Regions from separate parts of the Gossypium hirsutum genome. Here region 2 is linked to region 1. Evidence: chromatin contacts called from public Hi-C data. All regions are on one chromosome and are shown on one strand. The core of a region is the stretch at or near the end of the contact, and the rest is flanking DNA. Distances in the headings are between cores, read along the strand shown. Region 1 holds the start of LOC107895077. Region 2 has its middle 29 kb from the start of LOC121212725.

Region 1 (7,028 bases), core at 3,923-6,422:
GTTGCAGGCGATTGCGACGATCAATGTTCTCTTCATCCCTATGTGGGGGTGTGTGAAACATAGACGAAAAATCATATGTCTCAAACGCCATCGATAAACTTGAGCCGGGAGGAGTGGAGTACGGCAGTGGATACGGGCTGGGAGGAGTGAAGTACAGCGGTGGATACGGATCGAGAGGAGTGGAGTACGGTGGTGGATACGGCTGGAAGAAGCGGAGTACTGAGGTGGATACGAGCTAGGATGACTAGAGTACTGAGGTGGTAGTGGGCTGAAGATATCAAACTTTGAATGATATCCATGGCCTGACGAGCCCGGAAAATAGTCATCGCCCTCCAAATCTAGATGATAAGAACTATCCCCAGAGTGTAGTTCTGGCTCTGGCTCTAGTGCATGATGTGGATCTGGAAAGGGTTGCCCAATTTGTGTCATATGCAGAGGGACTACCATTGACTGCCCACCAAAAAAAATGGTTTCCCTATTTCACAGTACCATTATATGTACTCTAACGAGGCCTGCAGATCCAAAGCACGATCCATATAAGGTACCCTCCCCAATTGGTTGTTCCATATCATAATATATTCTTCATGCACTTCTCTTCAATCATTTTCATACTTCCCCCTCCTGATCATCCTATGGATCTCGCCCAATCGTACTAGCAGTGTCGGGATATATTGTATGCAACCGAACTGCTGAAGTACTTGATCGCCATGATACCACTCCACTATCTGAAAATTGATAACAGGTGCGCTAATACACCATAGGTTTGAGTGGACATAGGCAGATGAGGGAATAACTGTCATAATTTCTAGAACAGAATACGACATCCAAATGAACTGCACAATTATATTAACGCGGGTCGAGTGAGATAAAATAATAAAATTAAGTTTATATTGGAAAAATTTACCCCCTCTCTAGTATGATTCTCAATCATTAGACGATATATCGAAACCGTGTATGATCTCTCGATACCCGGATTAGTGCTCTATCTATGAAAACAAATTGTTAGAACAATATAATCTGAAAAAAAAGTCAACTAATTGTTATAACGAGTAAAAATTCATCACCTATTAACAAGTAGAAATGTATATGATTGGTGACTAATGGATGCCAAGAATGACATCCGGTAAAGTGCCCACGACTGCAGTAGTATAAAACATTCACCTATGTCCATCGCAGAAGGATCTGTTGTCTGACAAAGTTCACGATACAACATGGCTAACACTGCGGACCCCCAACTGTATGAACGGATGTTATGCAAATTGGATAATAGGGGTAAGTACATCAAGTGGACTGTACTTCTGTTTGCATCCGACATGAGTACACCCCCTATAATGTACGTAATGTAAGCTGGAACAGTAGTACTCGGCAAATACTCAAAATTGGCCTTTAGCTATGAAAACCTCAAACTAGCAAATTTCTCCTCACTTGGTGAGGATCCAAGTAATTCATAGCAAAAGGCAGTCGGCCTAGAGATCGAACTTATGCTCGTGATCGCATTCCCTTCGATGGTGAGCCTTAGCTGTAGTGCAACACCCTCTAGAGTGATGGTGCACTCCTCATACGACAAATGAAATGTGTGGGTCTCTGGACGCCATCGCTCAACTAAAGCAAAAATCAAAACGTATCACAGATCAAAAGTCTGGATCAATGCCGCTGATCCGAACCCGGCTAACTCTAAGTATGGTATCAGGTGTTCATCTGGCAGAAACCCTACACTATTAACACGGCCCCTCAATACGCGGTACGGGCCCTGACATTATTAAATTAGCAAAATAGTTAATACAATATAATTTATTCCGCAAATAACATGAGTATCAAATAAAAAAAAATATTACCATTTCATTAATAGTACTTGATATATGATTATTATTAATCAAAGAACCCATTTGCTGCAAATCTGCAATTAAAAAAATGAATTCATTTAATTTGTTTCAAAAAATACAATAAATTATTTCAATTTTTAGAAAAAACACGGTAAATATCTAATTATTTCCCATAATTTATCTACAATAAAAAAAATTATGTTAGATTACAATAATAATATAATTAAAATTAATATAAACTATCTAAATATAAAAACATACGAATTAAAAAAATAAAAATGGAAATAGAAACATACCTGATTAGTTTCTTTCAAACAACCTATAAAATTATATAACAACAAATTTAATCAACATTTTAATAAATCAATAAAAATTGTCCAACACTTTACAATTTAATCCAACCCAATACATATTTTTCTATTTTCCAAAATAAATATTAATTTTCCAATTAAATAACTTTCTCATCCCAATTTTACCCCTGTAAAATTATGATGATTTTACCCCTGGTAAAATTTTCAAGAAAATATATTTAATATTTCACAACTCAACTTATTCATTATGACTGAATGGTTTATTTTCATTTTTGGGCTTTAAAACTGCTCAAAAACATAAAATCATTCTTCTGATCATTTCTGAGCAATCCATATATATTTGCAAATGGATCATTTCTCATTTTCATTTCCAATTTTTTTAAAACCCACATTTATTTCCAAATAATTCCATTTCTCCATTTCAAAGAAAACCATAATGATTTTTGAATGTTTTCTATTTCTTTGTTTGTATTCATTCCGTTCATTTTGATTTAAACACGTAATTCATTTCCGGTTTCAACGAGCTATTAGAGGGATCGATTTGACATATGTAATTAAGGCTCAAATGATTTATAATTAAGTTTTGGCTTTTCGTCTATTAATTATAAACTCATTTAATCATGAAGACATTTCACTATAGTATTGTGGCTGAGCTCTCCCTAACGACATATTATTACGAAAGCAATTATTCAACATTCACCCAATGACCTTGTCATAAGTGTGTTACCCTTATAGTATATCATTGATCTCTTTAAGATAATATATGTTTTCCCAATATAATTCTATTTTATCTTATGGTAACCATTACATCTTCCTTCATGAAAAGTCAATGACTATCAAATAGGGATAAAGTTATCCATCACAAAGACGAACGACCCGTGGCACGTTTACTTTTCATCAACCATGTAATGCCTATGAGAGGATATAATTTACCTATGTCTCAGGTTATAAATTCCACATCAACTTTCGGCTCCTTATTTATTCAAACTTATACTTTTACTTACATCAAAGTATATGAGTCACGTATACATAGTCTGCCATCCACCCAAGATTTAGGTATGCCACACTATGAGCGTCACAAGCGAATAAATCCATAAACGGATTTAGGATCTATTCTACTTGGATCCAATTCGATGTACTGTTAATCCAGTCAGTCACATCTATGTCTTTATCTTCTAAGAGTCATCCGCTTCGATGCCCAAGACAAAACATCTCCCCAATTGGACTTGATAGGTGAAATATTAGTCTTTCAATCGGTTTGTTCAGTTCCGATTAGACTAAGGACATGTTTAGGTTTATCTACTAATACAAGTTGTCTTTCTATATTACAATCTGACCACGTAATATCACTAAATATTAATTAAACAATAGAAAACCAATGAGTAACATTTACTTCCATTTTACTTTGCATACAAAAACCATTTGAGGACAATATACAAAGTATTAATGTAATTCATGAATAATTTTATTAACTAATTTGTTCAGAAATTTACAAGTGTACTTTGACGAAAATACTACACTTAGGACACCAGATCCAACATGGACATCTGGTCGAGCCATGTCAGTTGTCCCATTAGGTTTGTACCAAAAAATGGGCTTGGGTAATTAATTTATCATTTTTCAAAAATATTAATGATTAATCTACCACTTTTCGTAAATATTAGTGACTAATTTCACACCATTGAAAGTTAAGTAAATGCTGGTATCCTTTTCCCTTGCTTTTTTCCTCCTTCAACATGAAACCATCTCCTCATCTCTCTTCGTGGTTTCAGCCATGCTAAAAAATGATAGTAAAGATAAAATAATACAACCACTGTCTTTGCTTTCTATCTAGCCAACAATAGGGCTAATTGCCAAACCAGCCGTCGTCATTCCTTCCTCTACCCTCTTGCTTTTTTTTCCCTTCAACTGAAAAGAATCTCCTCCTCTCTTTTCATGGTTCCTACGATGGGCACATCTGTTTGCTTTTGTTGGATCTTGCTCGACAGAATGAGAGGATCCTTGGCCAAAAACCTTTGTGAGAGAAGTTAGCTGAGGCCTTTTTGGCTTCTTTCCTTACCAACGATGATTTTGTTTGGTTCCATTTCTCTACCATTTTAGCGTTTGCAACTCCTTAGTCGATGTTACTTATATTTTTCTTTCTTTTTTATTTTCCAGGTTAGTGTTCCTTGCTTGCTAGCTATTAGGATCGTCCCGAATAAGCAACGAACAAGTAAAAATAGTAGAAGAAATTGAGAAGATGAACACACAAATTTAACGTGGAAAAACCCCTCAAAAGAGGATAAAAAACCACGGGCAAAGATAATTTTACTATAATGGCAAAAGAATGAAGAGTACAAAAGATGGAGATAAAAACTAAACCCCAAAAACCCGATAAAACAAAGAACCCTCAAACGTAAACACAAAATTCTCTGAATGTGTTATGAGTTCTAATCTAATGGGTGTCTATTAATTCTAAGATTGTAAAGGAGCCTATTTATAGGCTAAATTAGTAAGTCAAATAAACTATACTAATAAATGCTAAATATATTATACTAATAAATACTAAATCTTCTAGAAAGAAAATATATTTTTGTTTAACTTGACTTGCAAGCAATCTCTTAGAATTTGGGTCACACAATTCTAACACTAGCCTTTGTTATTTTTTGGGGGGCATGGATGGGGTCGCCACCGTTTAAGTTCCCAGTTGGTCGAAGCTTGATAGTCCTTGGCTTTCGTCACACAAACTCTATTTTTGTTAGTGGTTGGGGCCATTTTTATGGCTAATGGGTCTCTTCCGTCGCTGCTCATGATTGGCTTTAACGGTGGTCGATAACTTCCTTTTTTCAGTTTGGCCGAGGCGTGGTCTTTGCCGAAGGCATTCATGCTGACAACCGGTGCAGCCCCCTTGCATCTCTACTTCCCCAACATCCTTTGGCACTTCCTTTCCCTCCTATTCTGATGATAGCAAGGGTCAAATAGTTGAATATCGTGGGGAGCTGGGCTTGTTTGGACCTTGTTTCTATTATTACATCTTTTGAGCTGTTTTGAGACGTTTCTACTATTGGGCTTTTTTGGGCCCTTGTTGTTCTTGATCCCATTTTTTCGATGGATGCCGTAAGTTGAAAAGAAAAAAGAAAAAGGAGGAAGGAAAAACAAGCTGTACTTATCTGAGAGGCATTGCGGCAGATTACCCAGAAAACAAAAGGAGAATCAAACGAAGACGAAGTAAAAAGAAGGAAATCTGAGCAAAAATTCCAAGAAATAACGAAAGTAATAGTTGTACTGCATAAGGCTCTGAAATGGGGGATAACAAGGAATTGACGCCGTCAAAGTATGACATGAACGCAAAATGGGACGCCTGCATCGATCTCACTCTCCGCCGCTTCGTTTATTCATCCTTGGCTGGCGCTTTTGGTGGCCTCCTTTTCTTCAGTTTGTTCTCTTTCCCTAATTTCTTTATTTCTTTCTCCTTTTTAAGATATGTTGTTTTCGATTTGCCCCATTGCAGATTAGCCTAAATGGTTCTACAAATTTTGTATTCTCATATCCACTTTTTATCTTTCATCTAGTTGTTTCTATGTTGTTCTGCACTCGGTAGCGTTCGCTCTTCCAGTTATATATGCGCCTGCTCTACATTCATAGCTGTAGATGTTAATGTAAATATGATGTATATACATGTCCAAAATATGTAGGGATTTAAATTGCTGTCGTGGATACTTTTTTGGATGTGTTGTGTTTATTGGTTGCGAGTGCGAGGTATGTTACTACAATCAGTTGCAGCAAATATCTACAGTGAATACTGGTGGCAAAGAGAGCCACAAATGCAAATTGCAGCCATAATATCGTGCTATGGCTGCTATTTACATTTTTGTTGTGCACTTTACCATCCATTTAAGTGGCAACGTTTGAGACCAAGTGGCTTCCTTAAGGAGAACCTTGCATCCCTGCATGTTGGTTTTGATTCACCTTATATTCCAACACCAGAAGTAGCTCCTTTTTGCCTTTGTTGTAAATTGCCTAGAAATGACGAGGAACTTGATTAAGGCTCTGCTTTGTGGGGAGAGTGGAAAGGAACTGTTTATGATTTATGACTCATAGCCACCTTCAATCATCAATGCTACCTGGAAAAGCCTAAACGGTTGAAGTGATTATGCATTTTAACTTTTTACTAGATGTTAATCTAAGCCGTGGACAAAGTAAACTGAGTTCTTCCATTTTGAATTGCTTCAGTTTTCTTCTAGTACTTGTATTTCCAGGCATTGTCGCTATCATGCCTTTCCGTTTTTATGCTTTCTGCTTTGCATGTCTTCCTTAATCCTTCCTTGAGTTAATAACTTTGATTTGTCCTGTCAGGGAGTCCAGTGACTCGATGGGCATCTGTAGCTTTTGGTGCTGGGATTGCGATTGGATCCGCATACACTGATTGTTCTTGTCTTTTTGGTGGATATTCTCCAAAGTTGGCTCCTCCGAAGCTTGATGATGCTCCTGCACCCAAGGTTGAACTAATGTTTTATTGAACTATGGGTTTAATCTTCTGGACTCTTCCTTTTTCTAGGTTGCACATTCATGTTCTAATTGTTTAGTGTAATCCTTTGTCCACTACAAATGTTAAAATTTTCTTCAACTTATCAACAGTCATCTCAAGGTGTTAAATGAGAGGATATGCATCAGCACTGGTGGGGTCATTCTGGGTTAGGTTATGAATGCCCGCTAATCGATTTTGTGATCGTCAACTTCAATGCTCACACTCAACCAACTTTATTAGAGCCATCTAAGAGTAATCAATCTGAATTAAAAAAATGGTGATGATGAGTGAACCTTTTTCGTAGGTTAATTTCTTCTAACAATGACTAGAATTAGATGTATGTATATATAAAAATCTGAAATATTGTGGAAAGTGAAACTGTGATGC
Region 2 (6,718 bases), core at 3,448-5,947, 110 kb after region 1:
CAAAAATAAGTTGAAAATCAAGACTTGCTATTGACAAATACATTATTCTCTAAATTAAATCATAATAATAAAATGTTTAAAACATGACATGAAATGAAAAATAACTTTAACATGAAATATATATACAAACATGCTAAAGTTGTAACATCCTAAAAACCAGGTTAGAAGAAATTGAGTTGGAAATCAAGAGTGGTCATCTCTTGATTTTGAGTTTAAATTTTGGGAAATTTTTATAAGTGAATTGATTTGGTTAAGTATTCTGATTATATGTGTGAGGTTCTGGGTTTGAATCCTACCTCTTGAAATTTTGTTATTTTTGATTAAATCTCTATTTTGGACATGTGGGTTATGAGTTAAATTCAGTCAATTGATGATAAAAATGAGTTTGTTGGTTCAATGGTTAAGTTTCTGTATATTCTTTGGTCTAGTGTTCAAATCTTTAGGGAGTTAATAGGGAATATTTTACTTTTCGAAACTTTTTGTGTGGTAGTTAGTTTCAGGTGGTTAAATAAACTTCCTAAACCTCCTGAGTTGATGATATTGTTTAATTTTGTTTTACTATTCATTTTTGTTTCTACCATTCTTCCGTTCTTTCTTTATTTTTTCTTCGTTTGATTCTTCTCTTCAAACTACGTTTCTTTTTGTTTTGTTATCCCGAACTAATTTTGTACAGGGTCTGACTTCTCCTTTTCAGTTCAATTCGTTGACCGGTAAGTTGATTTAAAATTTGGTGTCAAAAGTTCTTCGATGTAACTTCGATTCTGGAATGTTAGTTTTTAGCAATTTGAATGCGAATTAATCATTTTAATTGCTTGTCTTTTAGGAATGAGAATTCATCCTTGTTGCTCCTGTATTGAATCCGTATCAGGTGGATATCGGAAACCCTTCTTATTCAACTTTTAGTTATTGAAAAACAGGACTATCGACCCCACACGGTCGTGTAACTTACTGTTCACAAAAATTGGTGGCACACAAGTGTGTGCCCAGACCATGTGTGGTTATGAATTGTGCAGGGTTCACACGGGCCAATGGCATGGGTGTGTGTCCAGGTCGTGTAACTTACTGTTTGTGAATTAGGACCATACGGGCAAGTGACACGGGCATGTGTTAGGCCATGTAGGACACATGGGCAAGCACACGGGTATGTGCCAGACTGTGTAGAGTCACACGGGCCAGTTCTCCAGGCCGTGTAAAACCATACTTGTATGTGAAGAAATATTTGGAATTTTTCTCTTGGGCCACAAGCGTCGTTCGAAATGAATGCAGCCTACTGTAGGATTCGTACGATCTAAATTAGGCTATGTAACTTGATATCTAATGATTTGATGATGAACAACTTGTGATTTGTGCATATGTCTGCTATGTTTGAACCTAAGTGAGTAGGATCTGTAAGAATGTAATGTGCTACTGTCTAATGTGTGCGAATTATCTAGGTACGATCTGTATTTTGTTAAGTTTGTTGGTACGCCTCTACGTTACTTTATTAATGAAGAATATGTGATATCTGATTATGTTAGATTGATTGTTACTGATTCTAGTTTATAACCCTCTACATTACTTTGTTGATGAGGAATATACGATATCTGAACATGTTAGACTGCTTGTTACTGATTTTGATTTATGATAGTGCATGTGACTTCATGGCAATTCTGATATGGTCTGTTGAGGCTTGATAAGTCTGTTTTACAAAACATGGACCCTCATGTCTCTTGATTTTATTATTGAAAGATAACATGACTTACACGCTCATCACTCTGATTCTACATATGCATATCATGACATATTGCATGGGATTTAGGTTGATGTGAAATGAGGAAGTTTCTGGCAATTAATGATCTGCATTATCTGGTGGTTTATACATAATTCTGTACTATAGTGGCTTGACCACTTGTATCCGATCTGGCAATCTTAACTGCAAAATTCTGGTGGCACTATCCACAATTATCTATTGGTGTGATTTGGTTGGACGAGTTCTAAGGGAACTCTATTTTGGTGTGTAGCGGAGTTTGGGTAGGATGTTTTCTGATAAATCCGTATTCTGATCTACTTGAAAAATACAACATTTGCATAACACATCCTCTGCTCTATTCTATTCTGTTCTGCTCCGTTCCATTTTGTTCGGTTCTGTTGTACTACTATCGTTGAAATCTTTGTGATACTCTAGATCTGTTCCGTACTGGTTATAAAACTATTATTTAGTTCTTGGGTCACTTTGATTTATACATTAAGATATGTTTAATTGTATTTGAGTTTGATTATATGCCGTGCTTGGTAGCTCACCTTTGTCTTACCTTTATCTGTTCAGGTGGACATCTGACTTAGGACTGGATGGCGTACGGAAGCTCGAATTGTTTTGCATTGATATAACTATGATTTGATCTTTTGGGTTTGTAATCTATTTTTGGACTTGCCTTGTTTTCTTATAAGCTCGTCAGTATCTGTTAATTTCTAACACGAAACCACAAAATCACCTAAATCGATAAAAAATGAATTTTTGGACTTCAAGTTAAAACTCCGAAAAGAAAACAGTTTTCAATACGTTAGTGTAACCCTTCTAGATTGGGCTTAAACTTTTAAGCCAGGTTTGAGGGTGTTACAAAAGTCTACATAAAATAAAATATAAATATATAAAAAATTATAAATTATGCTCTAGAATAAAATTATAAACATATAAAATAATATATAAGTTTATAATACTCTAAATATATATAAAAAAACTCAAAAATTATACATAAAATAATTTAACATAAATAAAAAAAAGAAAAAAAAGCTTGTAAAGTGAAATTCCCTCGTCCCTTTAGTTTTTTCTTTTCTTTTAGGGTTTATTTTTCTATAAAAGATTGTAATAGGTATAAAAAGAATGATTATAACAATTTTGCCCCTAAATTTAAAATTTTTGCCAATGCCGAATTCTAAATTAAGCAATATCAAAGAATGAGATAAGTTTTAGTGGTAGTTATAGTGATATTTTGAATTATATTATACAATTTAATAGTTTATATTATATTTTCCTTTCCCCTTCAAAATAGTTGATATTGTATTTATATTTAAAGAAATAAAGAGCATATACATCATGTAAGAAACCCTAAATGTAAATTGTAAAGTTCATTGAAACTAGAAGATTTACATATTTATAATTACACAGTTCTCTTATAGAAATGGTTATCTATTCCCTTTCTTCTTTGTGCAACTTTATAATCACATTCAAGCAATAAAGAAAAGAAAAGCAGAACCAACCTTTACACTTTGAAGTTGAGTTATTTATTACTACTTTATATTATGTTACTCCTAAGTGTAATCATCAATTATTCATAATAAGTAGATTTAATTTGTTTTTTTTTAAAGGTTTTTTTAATATGTTTGGATAGTTTTGAATAATCATATAATAATGCCGCAAACGTATTACACAATAGAATCCTAGTTGTATCGAAGAAAGAGAGGAAGAAACATAGAAGAATTTAGAGAGGAGAAAATAGGGTAAACTTTAGTCCAAAATCACATTCTACATGCCTTTCATTGCTCATTTCAGAATATAGCAACTCAGAGAAAGAAGTATGGTACAAAGCTGTCATTTCGGTTATGGATAGCTATCCCTCTCAGCTTAACATTTCATTAAAACAGTTACATCAACACTTAAGACAAAACGCACCATTTTTGCTTCCTTCACAAAAACTCCCATTTTAACTAAAGTAAAATAAAAGTCAACATTTTAAATTAAAAGTGCAACAGAAAATACTAAAATTTAAAAACAACATTTTGTCCGTTAACAATACTCTTTCGCTAAAGTAGATCCTTGTCCTCAAGGATCAAGGTTGGGGTATCGTTGCTGCAGCTTTGGCCAAGATTCCCATGTAGCATCCTCAGGAAAACTGTTCACCCACTCCAGAAGCACTTCAGTTGCTACTTGATTATTTTTCTTAACCATACGATGGTCAAGGATTCTGACAGATTCTTTAAGAATCATGCCATCAGGGTTTATCAAAGGAAGGGTAGGCTATACATGCTAATGTCCCACATGATGCTTAAGTAAGGAAACATAGAATGTGGGATGAATCTTTGAGTCTAGCAGTAACTGAAGGGTGTAGGCAACAATACCAACCTTGGACAAAACTGAAATGGACCAAAATAATGTGGAGAGAGTTTCTGGTTAGTAAACTTCCGTAGTGAATGCTGCCGATAAGGTTGTAACTTCAGGAAAACCTAGCTTCCTTCTTGGAAGGATCTTTCACTTCTATGTTGTTTAGCATAATGTTTCATTCTGTCCTGAGCTCACTTGAGATGATAGTGACAGATATGCCTTGTAGCTTCACATTGTTGTAAACTACGGTCCACATGATCCACCCTAGAAGAGCCAGCCAAATAAGAAAGGTGGTGGGGTGGTGTCTGACCATAAAAAGCCTTGTTGGGAGTGGTGTTAATGGATGTGTGGAAGGTGGAATTATACCACCACTTAGCCAATGAGTTCCAAGCAAACTAGTTACCGGTTCTTTCTCATGTCATGCAACATAGGTAGTTCTCCAAACACTTGTTTAAAATCTACGTTTGACCATCAGATTTCGGGTGGTATGTCATAGTCAAGTACAACTTGGTTCCCAGCCTTTTAAATAGTTCTTGCTAGAATAAGCTAACCTATATCCAATCTCAGTTCGAAATAATGGAATCCAGCAACCTATGGAGCTTATAAACATGGTCAAGATGGGCTTGGGCTACTGTAACAGTTGTAAAGGGATGAGAGAGTCCTACAAAATAAGCATATTTAGTGAGTGTATCCACTATTACAAGAATGGAATTCTTTCCCTTAGAAGGGGTTAATCCCTCGAAGAAATCCATGTTCACTCCGAACCAAGCGAGAGTAGGAATTGGGAGTGGTTGAAGTAGCCTAAGATGAGCAGAGGTATCATACTTGTTTCGTTGGCAAACAAAGCATTCTCTCACCCACTGTTTAATAATTGTATTCATCCCTTTTCCAGTAAACCATACTTGCAAGTCATTGTCTCATAGCATGGATGCTCGAATGCCCCTGTGGAACTCTCATGAAAATAAGAAACTAGGGCTTTTTGAAGCTCTTGATCCTTTCCAATCACAAGTTTCCCATTTCTTCTTAAAAAATGAACATCCCAATTGTACTTTGATGGGATGAAGGTTGGGCTTATAGCTTCAAACAAATTTTGTTAAAACGAGGGTCCTGTTGCCAAGCTTCTTGTACTCGAGCTAATAAGCTATATACCGTCGAACTATCTTCCAATTGTAAACACTGTCCTTTAGCTCCAATACGCTGTCTCAAAAGAGCATCGACTCCTACGTTGGTGCTTCCCATCCTATACAGCACATGAAAGTTATAACTAAGCATTTTTTGCGACCCATTTATGTTGAAAAAGGGTAACAGCCTGCCGGTCAGCTAGGAATTACAAGCTTTGATGGTTAGTTCGAATGCAAAAATGACGACCAACCAGATAATGATGCCATTATTTTACTGCCAAAGGAGCCACTTGCATTTCCTTTTCATAAATCGACAAAGACTTGCTAAAAGAATTGTGGGGTGCCCTTGTTGTTGTAAAACTGTTCCTACTATGGAGATACCGACATCGGTGTCCAAATAAAAAACAAGCTAAGATTTCAGTAGGGCAAGGACGAGAGCAGAACTAAGGGCAATTTTTAAGGTGGTGAAGGCCTTGTCAGCTTGTTGAGTCCAATTCCATTCACTTACTTAAGCAAGTCAGTGAGTGGCCTTGCTATCGTGCCATAGTCTTTAATGAATCTTCGCTAATACCCTGAAAGACCAAGGAACCCTTAAATTCTATAACACACGGAGTCAGCTAATTTATTATACTGGTAACCTTGTTTTGGTCCACTGCCACCTTCTCTTGAGATATAACATGTCACATGTACTCTATTCGAGTGGCCCTAAAATAACATTTCCTTTTTTGGCATATGATTGTTGGTGTCTCAAAACCTCAAAGACAATCATGAGATGCCTCAAATGATCCTACTAAGAAGAGAAATAAATAAGGATGTCATCAAAGATAACAAGTACAAAGTTCCGTAGCCAAGGTTTAAAAATTGAATTCATCAAAGCTTGGAACGTGGAAGGTGCATTTGTTAAGCCGAAAGGCATGGTTAAAAATTTGTAGTGGCCCTTGTGCATCTAGAAGGTCGTTTTATGGATGCTAGGTTCTCACATTCAGATTTGGTGTTAATCGAAACGAAAGTATAGATTGGAAAATATTTTGGCTTGCCTAAGTTTATCAAAGAGCTCTTCTATTACAGGAATAGGGAAATTTTCTTTAATTGTTAACTGGTTTAATTGTTAATAATCCACACACAGTATCCATTCTCCATTTTTTTAACCATCACTATAGGGGATGCAAAGGAGTTGTTGTAGTCCTTAGTGATCCCTGCCTGAATCATTTCACAGACTATCCTTTTCATTTCTGTTTTCTAAATGGCAATATACATGTATGGTTTTATTTTAACCACAACTGGTTCATCCTTCAAGGGTATTTTATGGTCTTGTAGTCGAGAATGTGGGAGACCCTTTGGTTTTTGAAAAACATCATAATAGGTTTGGAATATAGATTGAAGCTCTTGGTTGAAACTAACATCAGTTGCCATCAAACTAGCTTGTACCATGTCCGTGATAACCATAGCATATAAGTGGTAACTCTTGAAAAGAGTTCTATTTTAGGCCTCTAGATGGAATTAATTGTTTTCTTAATTA

The links. A called contact is a pair of places that touch in the nucleus more often than the background predicts.
Region 2: a contact with region 1 is called in a Hi-C map of hypocotyl, with 3 times the contacts expected there. The contact joins the enhancer-like site here to the promoter of LOC107895077 in region 1. A contact is called at or near these places in 14 of 34 Hi-C or Micro-C datasets (anther, callus, cotyledon and 4 more).

Annotation. Positions count from the first base shown.
Region 1 is chrA13:85,554,615-85,561,642 of Gossypium_hirsutum_v2.1, forward strand. LOC107895077 reads left to right here and starts at 5,173. Exons shown (of 3, transcript XM_016820289.2): 1 at 5,173-5,548; 2 at 6,470-6,612. The coding sequence starts at 5,416.
Region 2 is chrA13:85,668,519-85,675,236 of Gossypium_hirsutum_v2.1, forward strand. No RefSeq gene overlaps it. Among protein-coding and RNA genes, the nearest start is that of LOC121212725, 29 kb to the right of the region's middle. Within about 2 kb of position 4,698, at least 2 of the 9 cell types and tissues checked have an H3K27ac peak or open chromatin away from gene starts, as enhancers often do. A contact at or near this core is called in hypocotyl and stem, where this site is marked.